Linked DNA regions of Triticum aestivum: region 2 is linked to region 1. A link is a contact called in public Hi-C data. All regions are on one chromosome and are shown on one strand. Each heading gives the region's core, a stretch centred on a gene start, on an enhancer-like site or on the middle of the called end of the contact. The rest is flanking DNA. Distances are from core to core; before and after follow the strand shown. Region 1 holds the start of LOC123063244 (thiamine pyrophosphokinase 1). Region 2 holds the start of LOC123063247 (2-hydroxyacyl-CoA lyase).

What was found. A called contact is a pair of places that touch in the nucleus more often than the background predicts.
Region 2: a contact with region 1 is called in a Hi-C map of leaf, with 2.7 times the contacts expected there. The contact joins the promoter of LOC123063247 here to the promoter of LOC123063244 in region 1. A contact is called at or near these places in 2 of 5 Hi-C or Micro-C datasets (both in leaf) and 1 of 1 datasets of contacts at active chromatin or transcription factors (leaf).

What each region holds. Positions count from the first base shown.
Region 1 is chr3A:688,792,367-688,799,543 of IWGSC CS RefSeq v2.1, reverse strand. It overlaps LOC123063244 (thiamine pyrophosphokinase 1), which reads left to right and starts at 3,635. Exons shown (of 6, transcript XM_044486989.1): 1 at 3,635-3,879; 2 at 4,026-4,122; 3 at 5,037-5,109; 4 at 6,052-6,153; 5 at 6,245-6,494; 6 at 6,579-6,934. The coding sequence starts at 3,720. The coding sequence ends at 6,700. LOC123063246 (auxin response factor 4) reads left to right here. Exons shown (of 15, transcript XM_044486990.1): 13 at 360-550; 14 at 625-794; 15 at 946-1,363. The coding sequence ends at 965.
Region 2 is chr3A:688,993,187-689,000,363 of IWGSC CS RefSeq v2.1, reverse strand. LOC123063247 (2-hydroxyacyl-CoA lyase) reads left to right here and starts at 4,416. Exons shown (of 2, transcript XM_044486991.1): 1 at 4,416-6,091. The coding sequence starts at 4,685.

The DNA of each region.
Region 1 (7,177 bases), core at 2,386-4,885:
TTAAAATGTTCCTGTGGCATTTTCTTACTTTTGTTCAGTTTCTGCTGTCAGTCGACAATAAATTATCCGTTCATTAGCTAGTTGTGGAAATGTTTGTTTGCCCTCATGTTGCTAATAATATTAAATAGTCCGAATTTGTTTGCCGAAAACATTTGAATTCCCACCTCATGTGAACAAATGCTTGAGTATGTGTATGTTTCAGGCTGACTGATATTAGGGATTATATGTCTCTGTCCGCTTGTATTGTTATGAGCAACACTATTTTATCTATGCATGCGAACACTATGCACATATTATCATGGGGTCGTATCGCATAACCTTGTCTGCTAATGATATATGTATCGTCCATGGTTTTGCAGGTTCATAAGCAAGGTGTTGCACTTGGTAGATCAGTGGATCTCTCAAAGTTCGTTGACTATGATGAACTCACAGCTGAGCTAGACAAGATGTTTGAATTTGATGGCGAACTGATGTCCTCGAACAAAAATTGGCAGATCGTCTATACTGACAATGAGGGTGACATGATGCTCGTGGGAGACGATCCATGGGAGTGAGTCTCTGTCTTGGTGCTTGCTTAGCAGAACTTCCCTTCCTAGTGCTAATACCGCATCATTCTGTGAGCAGGGAATTCTGCAGCATAGTGCGCAAGATATGCATTTACACCAAGGAGGAGGTCCAGAAGATGAACTCGAAACCATCTGGCCCAAGAAAGGAGGAAGGTTCACTGGATGGTGACGGCGCAAGTGAGAAGGCCCATCTTCCTGCATCAAGCGATTTAAATTCTAGCCAACTAGGTATGTGCTTTTTTTATAGCATTCAATCCCCCCATTTACCTAAACCGACTAGCCGCAAGCATGGTTTGCATGATATTGTTGTTTGCTATCGCAAGCATCACCCACCGGAAGCGACTGACCGTTCAGATGTTGGCCTTGGCGGTCTCTGCAGGTTGTGTTAAGGCCGACTGAGACGAGGTATCGCGGGGGGCTGGGTCCCAGCAAAGAAGTAACAACCCCTGAAGTATGGTCTATTGCTATTGCTATTGTTGATCACCCCACCCCCACCCCTACCCACCTTCTGATGCAACAACCCCTTGGGTGTAGTGTAGTTACTAGTAGGAAATGTAGAGACTTTGGTGTCTTTGGCAGAGAAAGATCTAGGGCCAAGGTTGTCCCTTGCCTGGGTGCTCATTGGCGATCCGATCCATCCCTGATGTAAATATTTATGTATGTAGGTAGCGTTAGTATGTAATCTTTATGTATTAACCATCCATGAACCAGCGGTGTCTTGCCTATCTATTCCGGGAGTGACAGTGGTAGTAGTACATGTATGGCTGATCCTGCCTGTTTAATGCATGAATTGGATACGGTGGTGGCTTGTCGATTGTTGTGGAGTTGGCAGGGCGCATGATGTGCTCTCTCGACCGTATGTATAAACACACAAGTAGTACCTGGTGTTTTGATGGCCGCTTCTCGATCGATCAACACAAATAGGACGGCCGCATCTCGATCGATCAACGACCTTTTAATGGCTGTTTTGATGCAAAGGAATTTCCTGGCGTAGTACATTAGGATGCTTTGATTCATAGAATTGGAATCATCATGAGAAGATCCAAATGATTGCTTTGCACCCTATTTTGAAGGAATTTTTTCATCCATTCAAAACTTCTTACCATTCCTTTGTCTAGTCCAAATTCCCATGGTTTGCTGATTCTATAGGATTTTTAAGCGGGCGTTGCCATTTCCATCCTATGGTTTGCTAATTCTGTATATGATTTAAGTGGGCATTGCCACTTCCACCCTATATTTTTCGTACTTCTATGTTTTGAAATATCTGTGAACCAAAGAGACTCTGCAAGAGATTATGGTGTATATATATCAATAAAAGAAAGAAGCACATCCCTAAAAGTGCTATTGTGCGCTTGAGCTCACAGAATCTTGAGTGAATAGTAAATTCGAAAAAAATAGTAAAATAATTCACAAATTTTTGATTTTTTTTGGCAACAAATACTGAAGTTTTTTCTACACCCACGCAAAACGAAAATTTCGCAATGCAATCACATTTTTGGAGGTGTAGACAAAAGAAAATTGATGCTCCAAAACACTTCCAAATACTCTTTTTTTAGAGCATCGATTTTGTTTTTTTACCCACACCACCACGAATGTGATTTCAGCCTGAAAATTTGCATGCATGTAGAAAAAGCACCAATGCTACTTGCCAAAAAACCAGAACCTTTTATTTTTAACTAATTTTTTTCTAGTTTTACTGTTCATCCGAGCTCTTTGAGCTCGAGCTCACATGCTCCATTTCTACACATCCTTCCTAGAAAAAGAAGAATAAGCACATAATGTAGGCCGATTATTATCTACAAAGTAAATTGCACACTTGACCGCATTTTTGCCATGTTACAGTATATATAGTCGGGCTCCCAAGCGGAGGTCCCGATCACCAATCGGTCAAAAAATACCGACCCAGGCGGGCTCCTCATCTGGCCCTAAACTCCCGTGCTGACCGACACCTCTCATATCCAACCCACATCTGAGGTGGATATGGGCTGGATAACCCACTCGGTAACCCATCGGTCCGACGGCCGGTGCAGACGCTTTCATGGCGTTACTCCGGCTCGTCGCCTGAGGCTCCAAGTCCAGCTATCTAAGCCAGATGATGGCTCCCAACCCTAGCCGCATCCATTTCCCTCCCCTTCGCGCCACCACCCACCCATTCATTCGCCGTTCGTAGCTATGCCCCGACAGAGGATGACCACCTACGCTATGCCCACTCCGGAGCACCGGCTGCAGCTCATAGAGGAGATCCGGGCACGGTGCGTCGCTCGGTGTGTGGCCAACTGGCCTGCCTCCGGACTCTTCGGAGCAGGAGAAGGAAGAGGAGGAGCAGGCGCCGAACGCGTGATGAAGTAGGAGAAAAAGGAGGAGGAGGAGGAGGAGGAGGAGCCGGCGCTTCCGGTTGCCGAAGCCAGATTCAGCATGGCCGATGCACTAGGGGAGTTTGAGGCCACCCAAGCGGAGGAAGCGGTGGAGCAGTAGGTCGGAGAGTTTGCTAAGGACGTATCCGGCTGTGGGACGTAGACATTTGAGGGGTGACCAGTCATTGTTTAGGGGGCCGGATTAGGTAGGTCCAGCTGTAGACGCTCTCCGAGTGCATTGTACTCCCTCCGTTTCTTTTTAGTCCGCATATAAGGTTTGGTCAAAGTCAAGTTTTGTAGAGTTTGACTAACTTTATAATAAAAAAGATATAAACATTCACAAATATGAAATCAATATTATCAGATGCGCCATGAAACATATTTTCATACTATATAGTTTTAGCATTGTAGATGCTCATATTTATTTATATAAATTTGCGGATCAAACTTTGTGTAGTTTGACTTTGACCAAATCTTATATGCGGATTAAAAAGAAACGGGAAAGAGTACTTATCGTATGGTATGGTCCACACGCCAACGCGTGCGCCCTTGTCGTCAGTCAGCCGCAGTTGGCTGGCCGTCCGCCAACGACTTCCGTCGGCTCCAGTCCAGAGGACCGGCTACGCGCCATCCACACCATCTCTCCTTCGTTCCTTTTGTCCACGCGACCTACGCCACCTCTTTTCCTTTCGTTTCGCTCCTCTTCTCTTCTCCCCTGTTCCAGAATCCAGAGCCCCCCACCGACCCCGACCCGCCCTCCCCGCCACGCCACCTCCACCTCCACCTCCACGGCCTCGCCATGCCGCCGCTGCCCACGATGACCCACTCCTCCTCCTTCCTCCTCCCGTCCCCGCCTCATCCCCCGGCCGACGCAACCGACGCCGAGAACGCGGTCTCCTACGCCGTCGTCGTCCTCAACCAGCGCCTCCCGCGCTTCGCGCCCCTGCTCTGGACCCGAGGTACGTAACCAACCAACCAACGCGCGCCCCTCCCTGCCTCGCCTTTCTTCCGTGGGCATTATCGCCGCCTTCGCTTTCCGTCCTCGCGGACACGTTTTGACGCGCCCGGCTTGTGTCGTCTCCCTCTCTCTCTGTTGTCTGAGCAGCGCAGCTGCGGGTGTGCGCGGACGGCGGCGCCAACCGGGTCTTCGACGGCATGCCGGAGCTGCTCCCGGCCGAGGACCCCGACGAGGTCCGCCTCAGGTGATCCATCAAAGTCTTCTCCGCCTTCCTCTTTTTTGTTTTTTTCTACCCCGATAGCTGCGTGCCTACGCCTCCCACCTGTTCATAGTTGACTCTGCCTCTCCGTGGATCAATGCCCATCACGTGCTTGTTGGAATGCGTCGGAGATGTACTAGCTGTAAACAAAAAATTCCTTTTGGTTTCTATGCCTGTGCTGTTGCGTGCAAGCCTGAACGCTGGCATGCCAACGCATATAGCTGTAAAAAAAAACTCACTCTGAATTCGCTTCTCAATATACCTTTTTTGGCACGCCGCGTCTCGGCATCTGCCTTGTTTGTTTTAGCAATACTTACATTGTACTAGGACTACAGTTGGTATGGTGTGTGTTTAGTCAAAAACTGCAAGTTACCCCTTATATGCCTTGCCCGCATGTGCTCGAGCACAAATTCAGAGTTTTCTTGAGACGAGACGCAGCAACTACTTCGGCTAAAGAACTGTCAGTCTTTGCATCTGATGTAGTCTCTGTCATTTTTAAATGCCTAACACACATTTTCATATGATTTTTCTTTTGAGATGGCATTTTATCTTCTTTTTGAAACATATTACAATGTTCAACTCTGCTTGGGTCATCTATCCATGTAATGCTCAAGAGCTGTTTATATGAAGGAAAAATGTTCTTAAGTTTGCCTAAGGTGCCACCAGAGGGCTTGGCAGATTAAACCATACCACGGCGATATAGTATGCATCACATTTGAAATAGTTTATACTGCATCAATGGAACACATTTAGTTGTTCGCCCATGCCAAATACTACTAGTAGTTGGGAAGAGATTTAAAAACCTATTTATTGGTAGTTGGGAGGTAGGTTTAAGACAGATTTCTTTGCTGGTTGTTTGTATGTGACGATCTCATTAATTTGTCCTTACCTTCCTGCAGGTACAAGCCCGACGCAATCGAAGGAGATATGGATTCTGTAAGGCCAGAAGTGAAGGAATACTATTCCAGTTTGGTAACTAATTTAAAACTCCCTTCATCATACCTTTCTGAAAACGAGATGCTGAAGCTGACAGCTGAACCAAAAAATCATATTGTATGCAGCAACTGTCCAGGGCAGTTTCTATTATGTAAGGGAGAAAGATATCATGCGTAGCAAAAATACAAGCAGAAAGATAGTATCATCTTTTAGCCGTCTTGGTCCACATGAATATGTTTGTGATTCTGTTTTGGACCGTTGTGTGATGTTAGCTATAATGGGCTATAAAAATATCAGAACTTCATGTCTACAAGTTTAGATGACTCTTACTGACACCAATGCGGGGAAGAAATCTATTTTCTTGTGTGAAATCAAACTGCTGAAATAATTACATTGATTAAGTTGTCCTAATTATCCTAGAAAACCAGGAAGGGAGCGATGCCTTGTTTTATTGTATTTTTTAGTAGGCTTTTGTTTCTATACCAGTATTTTTGGTATGCTTGTCCTGGTAAATGCAAGTACTACTTCAGTGTTGATTAAATTGGCATGGCCAGTTGTATCCCTGTGAAGGGAGCGATGCCTTGTTTTATTGTATTTTTTAGTAGGCTTTTGTTTCTGTACCAATATTTTTGGTATGTTTGTCCTGGTAAATGCAAGTACTATTTCAGTGTTGATTAAATTGGCATGATCAGTTGTACCCCTAGCCGTGAACCTCAAGTTTCTTCCTGGAAATGTTGTGGAGTGGCAGCAGGGATAATGTAAATGTAAACCAAGTTTATGTACATTTGATTTGCCCTGCTTTACTACTTTTTGAGAGAGGCAACATGAATGTCAACGCTGGGCATTATTAGTATTCTGTACAATAGATGATTTTTCTGGTTTAAGATTAACCAATGAGGCCTTGAAACTGGGACAGGAACGATTGGTGACTTACAGCAAAATGATATATTGACAACACCCTTCTTTGATCAATTGCAGGGTACCCAAATAATCGACGATTCACATGATCAGGACACCACAGACTTGAACAAGTGCATATCGTTCATCACCAAAAATCTGCCTGGGCCAGACAATTCTAATGTACACCAGATCAGTTACCAGTGTTTACTCCAGATCAGTGTTTGCAACACCAGCTTTTTTACTGATGTTACTGTGTTTTGTGTAACTGCAGCTTTGCATTCTTGTTCTTGGTGCGCTTGGAGGAAGGTTCGATCACGAGATGGGGAACATCAACGTACTGTATCGCTTCTCAAACACCAGGATCATCCTCCTGTCAGACGACTCCTCGATCTTCCTGCTCCCAAGGACGCACAGTCACGAGATCCGCATCGAGCGGTCGATCGAGGGTCCTCATTGCGGGCTGATCCCCATGGGTGCGCCATCAAACAGCAGCACCACCACCGGTCTGCGATGGAACCTAGGTACAGGAATCTAAGCTAAAATGCAACCTCATTTTTGTATGGCAACAACATGATCTGATAGCCCTGCTGAATTTCTCTCTCCAGATAGTACCAGCATGAAGTATGGTGGATTAATGAGCACATCAAACATTGTGGAGGACGAGATTGCAACGGTCACTTCGGATTCTGATTTGATTTGGACAATATCTCTTCGGAAACATGCTTAAATTGTGTTATTGTACAGTAGGTTATGGTCCAAATTTTGGCTCGTCAGTTCTACGTGGAGGGGATTCGACAAATTTTATTGTGATGTGATGATATAGTTCATTCTATTAGATATTTGGCGGAACCGGAGGGACAGGTGTCCATGTATGTCAGCATCTTATTGTCTTATTTGTGCATTTCAAATTGTCAAAAAGCAACATGCTTATTCGAGCTGTGGACCCGTCCACAATTTCTGACATGGACTCCAGGTATGTGTGTGCACGTTCTTGTGTGGTGGTTCAAGTTTAGTGTCTCTTGGTTTGTGTTTGCATTCGGAGCACAGTAAAAAGTGAATATCACAATACCCAAACTAAAGAAGAACTCATGCAACAACAAAAAAAAAACCCTCATCTTTTGAGGTTTTTATCGCAAAAGCACAACTTATAGGCTAATGATTGTCAAAGGACCTTATTTGTTTTCAGGTTGCTTACCACACGGGC
Region 2 (7,177 bases), core at 3,167-5,666, 200 kb before region 1:
GTTCGGTTGCGGGTGAATCCGAGTGGATTGAAGGGGTTTGAGGGGGATTTAAACCTTTTCCAAGTCAAAATATGAACCAATCCCTGCCAATCCCCTCCAATCCTCTTGGGGAGAGGATTAACCGAACAAAGCCTTACTGGGCACTGGGATTACCGGTATGCAAACTCTTTCTGGGAATAAGGACTGTTTATTCTTCGGCCCCACATCGGTAATGTCACATGCGGCCACCATGAGATCTTCTTTTAGCCTAAGCAGATACTGCACTGAACCAAAGACGGTGTCTTTCTTATCGCCATGCACCAGGTTGTTCCTCAGATTCCACGCCCGCCAAAGGACCAACAGAATGTTATTTCTGACATTCTTTGTTTGAGACATCAATAGCATCTGAAGTCAATCCACTCCAGTATATCTGAGATCAGACTCCCTAGGCAATCCCCAATAGTTTCTCATTGCATGCCTTAGCGCCCGGCTTCTTGTGCAGGTGATAATGGCATGGAATTCGTCTTTTTTCTCCATCCCACAGATTTCACACACATTGTCATCCACTATGGTTCGTCTGAATGTGTTATGCTTTGTGGGCAGGGAATTAGTGGCCACTCTCCAACCGAAAAATCTTGACCTTTTCCGGAATATCTGCCTTCCAAATAACACCCCGAATGATGCGGTCACCCGGCTCGCTTGAAGAACTTGTCGCCCTCTCTGTTTTATTTCTTTGGATCGTGTCTGCAAGTTTATAGGCGCTCTTGACTGTAAAAGTCCCAGATTTTTCGTAATGCCATGCTACACAATCCTCCACATCCTCTCTTGGAATTCTTAACTTGCAAATCTCATCCGCATCGAACTCATGGAAAATTTGTTTCACTAGTTCCATCTTCCACTCCTTTGTTACCGGGTCAATCAGTTGATTGACCCATCAGAGTCTTGACCTCCATATGAAAGCAGCAACTTTTAGTTCTTCTTTCCTCGTGATCCATTGATCTTTTGTTATTTGTATGCTTCTTTCATTTTCTATACGCCAAATCAGACCATTTTTCAACAGTTCGAGTCCAAACTCAATCCCCCTCATGCAGGAGAGGCATCTGATGAGAAAACCGTGTCGATGACTTTTCCATTGGGGTAGTATTTAGACTTTAGTACTCTTGCGCATAGACTCTCTGTTTTAGTAAGCAGCCTCCACCCTTGCCTTGCCAGAAGGGCCAGCCTCATAAAACTGTTGCGCGAGCATATTCATTGATTTGATTTTCTTTTAACACAGCATATTGATTGATAACCATTTTAGCTGGAACTATATTGAGTTTTTTTTACTGCAAATAGACTTTATTTCTCAAATAATAGACATGTCATTTACAAGCAGATGAGAAATAAAATCAGGGATCTCATCATCCCAAGAACTAGAAGATCTAGTAGTAAAAGAGTTCTTTGCTAATTCATCTGCCACCTGATTGGCCTCTCTATAGCAATGTCTGAAGGATATGGACGCAAAGTCCATCATAAGTTGTTTACACTCTGTGATGATAGCTACCTCCGGGCCTAAATAATCATCAACTTGGTTCAGCGAGTCCACTGCGAACGAACAATCTGATTCAATTTCTATGTTATTGCATCCAATGTGAATTGCCAAGTATATCCCGTTTCTGATGGTAGTTAGCTCAGTTGAGTCAACTCCACTGATGTTTGGAACAAACCAACTTGCTGCAGCAATAAAATCACCCGGTAGTCCCGAGCCACAACACCACAAGCACCTGAAAGTGTTTCATACTGAAAGGAAGCATCAACATTTATCTTCACGATCCCATATCCTGGTTTCCTCCACATGTGGTCGTTCTTACATATTGGTCCTTTGGGTATAGTTGACCTGAGGAAATTTGTCGCCAAAACCTTGATGGCTAGTGCAGTTTTTTCCGGCGTTTGGACTTTGACTCCCTTTACTATCTGTCGGCGCTGCCACCATATATACCATGCTGCTACAACAGCAAGCTCCGCCATTGGTACCTCCGCATCATTGCCCTAAAGCTTTGATAAAATTTCCAGCATAATAGATCCTGATCTGTCCTCGGCGACAGCTTTCCGTATGACTTGTAGCAAGCCCAGCCGCTCCCAAACATCCGTCGCTCGTCGGCACCTAAATAAGCAGTGTTGAATGTCTTCTGCTCCGACTAAACAAACTGGACATTGAGCTGAGCATGGGATGTGTCGGCTTGCTAATACACCAAAGCATGGGAGGGCGCCATGCAAAACTTTCCATGCAAAATGTTTTATCTTCCCTGGTATTTTCAGCTTCCACATATCCTTCCAAACTGAGTTTATATTTTCTGTACCTTGCCCATCAGCTCGCACCCACTGTGCCCCATGTTGATGTCCAAACTCCTTATGATAAGCCGATCGCACGGAAAACGTGCCTGATCGTGTATAGTTCCAAGCCACAAAGTCTTCCGTCAAGTGATAATTCAAGGGGATTTGTAATATTCTATGAACATCAAGAGGAGAGAACACATCATGAATTAGATCCTCATCCCACTGGCCTGTGTACGGATTTATTAACTCATCAACCTTTGAAAGCATTGTTGCCCCCTATTCGTGATTACTTTCCTTGTGACACTTGATGGAATCCATGGATCATGCCAGATATCAATTTGAGCTCCACTTCCAACACGCCAAATGCAACCCCGCTTAAAAGTCTGAATACCCGCGACAATACTCTGCCAAGTATAAGAAGAGCCTTTTTTTGGTCCAGCTTTTAATATGTCACCATCTGGGTAATATTTTCCCTCGGAACTTGTGCACACAAAGAATTCGGGTTTTGGATTAGTCGCCAACACTGTTTTGCTAACATAGCAAGATTAAAACTGTGCAAGTCTCTAAAACCCAATCCCCCTTCCTTCTTCGGAATACACAACCTCCACCACGCAAACCAATGCATTTTCTTTTTTCCCTCATTGTCACCCCACCAGAACCCAGCAATTTCATCAGTGATAGACTTACAGATTCCTTTAGGCAATTTAAAAACTGACATTGCATAAGAAGGTATTGCTTGGGCTACCGACTTTACCAGTACCTCTTTACCTTGCATCGAGAGTGTTTTCTCCTTCCACCCCTTCAACCTATGGCAAACTCTATCGATAAGTGCTGGAAACAGTCAGTTCTGTCGACTCCCACCATTGTAGGGAGACCCAAGTATGTGTCAGATAGAGCTTCTGTCTCAATATTTAATTCTGTACACACATTCTCCCTGGTATTGACATTAGTATTAGGACTAAAAAATATACTCGATTTAGCATTACTAACTAGTTGCCCAGAACTAGCACAATATGTGTCAAGAATCTTTTTGAGTGTACTTGCATTATGTGAGTCCGCCTTCATTAGGACCAAGGAGTCATCTGCAAACAATAAATGTGAGATATGGGGAGCATTTCTACAAACACGGACCCCTTCCAGACCTCCAATTTCCTGTTCATGAGCTAATAAGCTTGAAAGACCCTTAGAGCACAAGAGAAATAAATAAGGTGATAATGGGTCGCCCTGTCTGAGCCCTCTTGTGGGAGCGAATTATTCAATTTCTGTATTATTGAACCGGACCCTATAGCTTACTGAAGATACACACTCCATGATAAGCTCCACCAAATGTGCATGAAATCCCATCCGCAACATTATTTTTTTTCCAAAAAGCCCCATCAACACGGTCGTAGGCTTTGTTCATGTCCAGCTTCACGGCACAAAATCCATTTGATCCATGTGTTTTTTTCTTGATTGCATGAAAACACTCATAAGCTACCAACACATTATCAGTAATAAGTCTGCCTGGGACGAAAGCACTTTGTGTTGGATATATAATTTCAGAAAGGATTCGTTTTAGTCTGTTTGCAAACATTTTTGAAATTATTTTATAAACCACATTGCAAAGACTGATTGGCCTGTATTGCGTAATTACCTCTGGACTATTGACCTTGGGAATTAGCACTACATTTGTTGAATTCCATCCTGAAGGGATCTTTCTTTTATTTTATAGCATTGAGCACTTCATCAGTCAACTCGTCGCCTACAATGTGCCAAAATCTTTTAAAAAAGATAGCATGAAGTCCGTCCGGGCCAGGAGCCTTCAAATCTCCTATTTGAAATAAAGCTTGGCGAACATCCTCCCTCGTGTACTCAGCCAAAAGCATATTATTCATATCGACGATCACCACGGGTTTTACAGAGTTCATCAATCCTTGATCCACCACACCCATATCGAATGTGAAGAGGCCGTGGAAGTAGTCCCTAATTAGAGACTTAAGATTATCATTATCATCCACCCAGGAATCACTACTACTCTTGAGCTTTTTTATTACTAAATATATTGAGTTGCCTATGTATGTTGGCCTGATCATTTCAGTAGAGGGGAAAGTGCTTTTGAACATGATGAGTCTATGCCGACTATGGGCAAAAGAACAGAACAGGTTTGGTGGACGACAGGAGCAGAGCAAAAGGAACACTCTTCCTCTACATCCAGCAGATTTCCCCACCGGCCGCGGCCGCCGGAAGCCACCGGAACCAGATACACCGCAGGCTCCGGGGAGGCGCATCTGCTCCGCCGCGCCCGCCGGCACGCCGCCGCCTGTGACTACTGACCCCCTTATAAACTTCCGTGAACCACCCACCCAACCCGAGCCGGATCAGAGAACCCATCCCCACACCACCACCACAGATGGCGTCCGACTCCGCCGCGACGGTCGACGGCAGCGCGCTGGCGGGGCGGGCGCTGGCGGCCGCCGGGGCGCGGCACATGTTCGGGGTGGTGGGCATCCCGGTGACCTCGCTGGCCTCCCGCGCCGCCGCCGCGGGCTGCCGCTTCCTCGCCTTCCGCAACGAGCAGTCCGCGGGGTACGCCGCCGCGGCCTACGGCTTCCTCACGGGCCGCCCCGGCCTGCTCCTCACCGTCTCCGGGCCCGGCTGCGTCCACGGCCTCGCCGGCCTCTCCCACGCCACCGCCAACGCCTGGCCGCTCCTCATGGTCTCCGGCTCCTGCGACCAGCGAGACGCCGGCCGGGGCGACTTCCAGGAGCTCGACCAGATCGCCGCCACCAAGCCCTTCGCCAAGCTCGCCGTCAAGGCCGCCGCCATCGCCGACATCCCCCGCCTCGTCTTCCAGGCCCTCGCCGCCACCGTCGCCGGCCGCCCCGGCGGCTGCTACCTCGACATCCCCTCCGACGTCCTCCACCAAACCCTCGCCGAATCTGAGGCGGCCTCCCTCATAGCGGAGGCCGTGGCCGCGGCCGGTTCCGCCGATCCGTCCCCGCCGAAACACAAGTCCCTGGACCAGGGCATCGTGGAGGCGGCCGAGCTGCTCCGGCGCGCGGAGCGGCCGCTGGTTGTGGTCGGGAAGGGCGCGGCGTACGCCCGCGCCGAGGAGGCGATCCAGAAGCTGGTGGACACCACCGGCATCCCCTTCCTTCCCACTCCCATGGGGAAGGGGGTCGTGCCGGATGTGCACCCACTCTCCTCCACCGCCGCGCGTTCCCTCGCCATTGGGCAGTGCGATGTGGCGCTCGTCGTCGGCGCGAGGCTCAACTGGTTGCTTCACTTCGGTGAGCCTCCCAAGTGGTCCAAGGATGTCAAGTTCATACTTGTGGACGTTTCTGAAGATGAAATTGAGCTTCGGAAGCCCCAGGTCGGTCTGGTTGGGGATGCAAAGAGAGTCGTTGAGCTCCTCAACAGGGAGATCAAGGATCAGCCATTCTGCTTGGCGCGATCGCACCCGTGGGTTGATGCAATCACCAAGAAGAGCAAGGATAATGTGCTTAAGATGGAGGCACAGCTTGTGAAGGATGTTGTGCCGTTCAATTTCATGACACCCATGCGGATCATTCGTGATGCGATCCTTGCCGAGGGGAGCCCTGCTCCAATAGTGGTCTCGGAAGGGGCCAATACCATGGATGTTGGCAGGGCTGTGCTTGTGCAGAATGAGCCAAGGACAAGACTGGATGCAGGGACATGGGGAACGATGGGTGTTGGGTTGGGGTACTGTGTTGCAGCAGCAGTGGCTGAGCCAGAACGGCTCGTAGTTGCTGTGGAGGGCGACTCTGGATTTGGTTTCAGTGCAATGGAGGTTGAGGTACGTGTAATGGCATCCGCTACTTGGTTTAATTTGCGCAAAAGTATTATTGCTACCTTGTTTGTTTCATGTTGTTATTTTCTTTTGCTATTATATCATGCTGTTGTGAGCTGAAATTGACATTTTTGGTTGAGCCAAACAAGGGTAGTAGATTGGGCACTTCATGCTATTGTCAATGAGCATTTCTACCGTGCTTAGAAGGTACCACAAGGTACTGGTACTTCCTAAGCAGAACTGAACAATGAAAAGTAGGTACAATTTCTTACTGGGTTACAGATGCCAAAAGAGAGGATCAACCACACATCTCACACAGCAACATAAATTAATCTTCAGAAGACATCTTTAACTCATTAACACAGAAACACAGACACTATACACCAGCATTCTATACTTTACAAACAGCCATAGGTAAAATTGAGTAGTGGGAGCAGTGGCAGGGGTGGATGAGCATGGATGGGAGGATGCACCCAAGCGGTTGGATCTGAAAAGGAGTACCTCGAGGTCAGTGCGGAGACAAGTTCCGGCTGGTGGTACCCTGTAATGTCGGATATGTGTTTGAGGTTGATACTGATGGCGATGAACCTGTGACGCTTGCGCAGCCGATGCTGCAGTTACTGCCGGCGGCCTGCTACACCTAGGCCGGACTTGGAGATGGAAGCAAAGCAGGGTTGAGAGGTTGTCCAGCTAGGGGAACTCATGGAGGAGGCGTGTGGGGGTTGACATTATGGTTGCCCGTTAGAGTTGTTAGAGGCATAGACGGGCTTCTTTTTCTTACTCATAAACAGTAGGGGAGGGTTTGCACGTGTGTGAAGTTTTTGCAAGTAGCCAGTGAGGGATAGGGTTGTACCCGGTAGTCTCTGCGATCAGAAAATGCCATGAAACATTGCTATTCTACCCTTGTGACTTGGTACCTCCACCTTCACAGCGTCTTGGCATGTAGTACCAGAAGGTACCAAGCAATTATAGCCATTATATGGGGACACGATATGAACCGCTGAGCTGCCTTTCCAGGACAGTAGAAATGACCATTGTCAATAATTCAGACAATACTAGACACATCATCCAAGTACATCAACTCTCACAAGT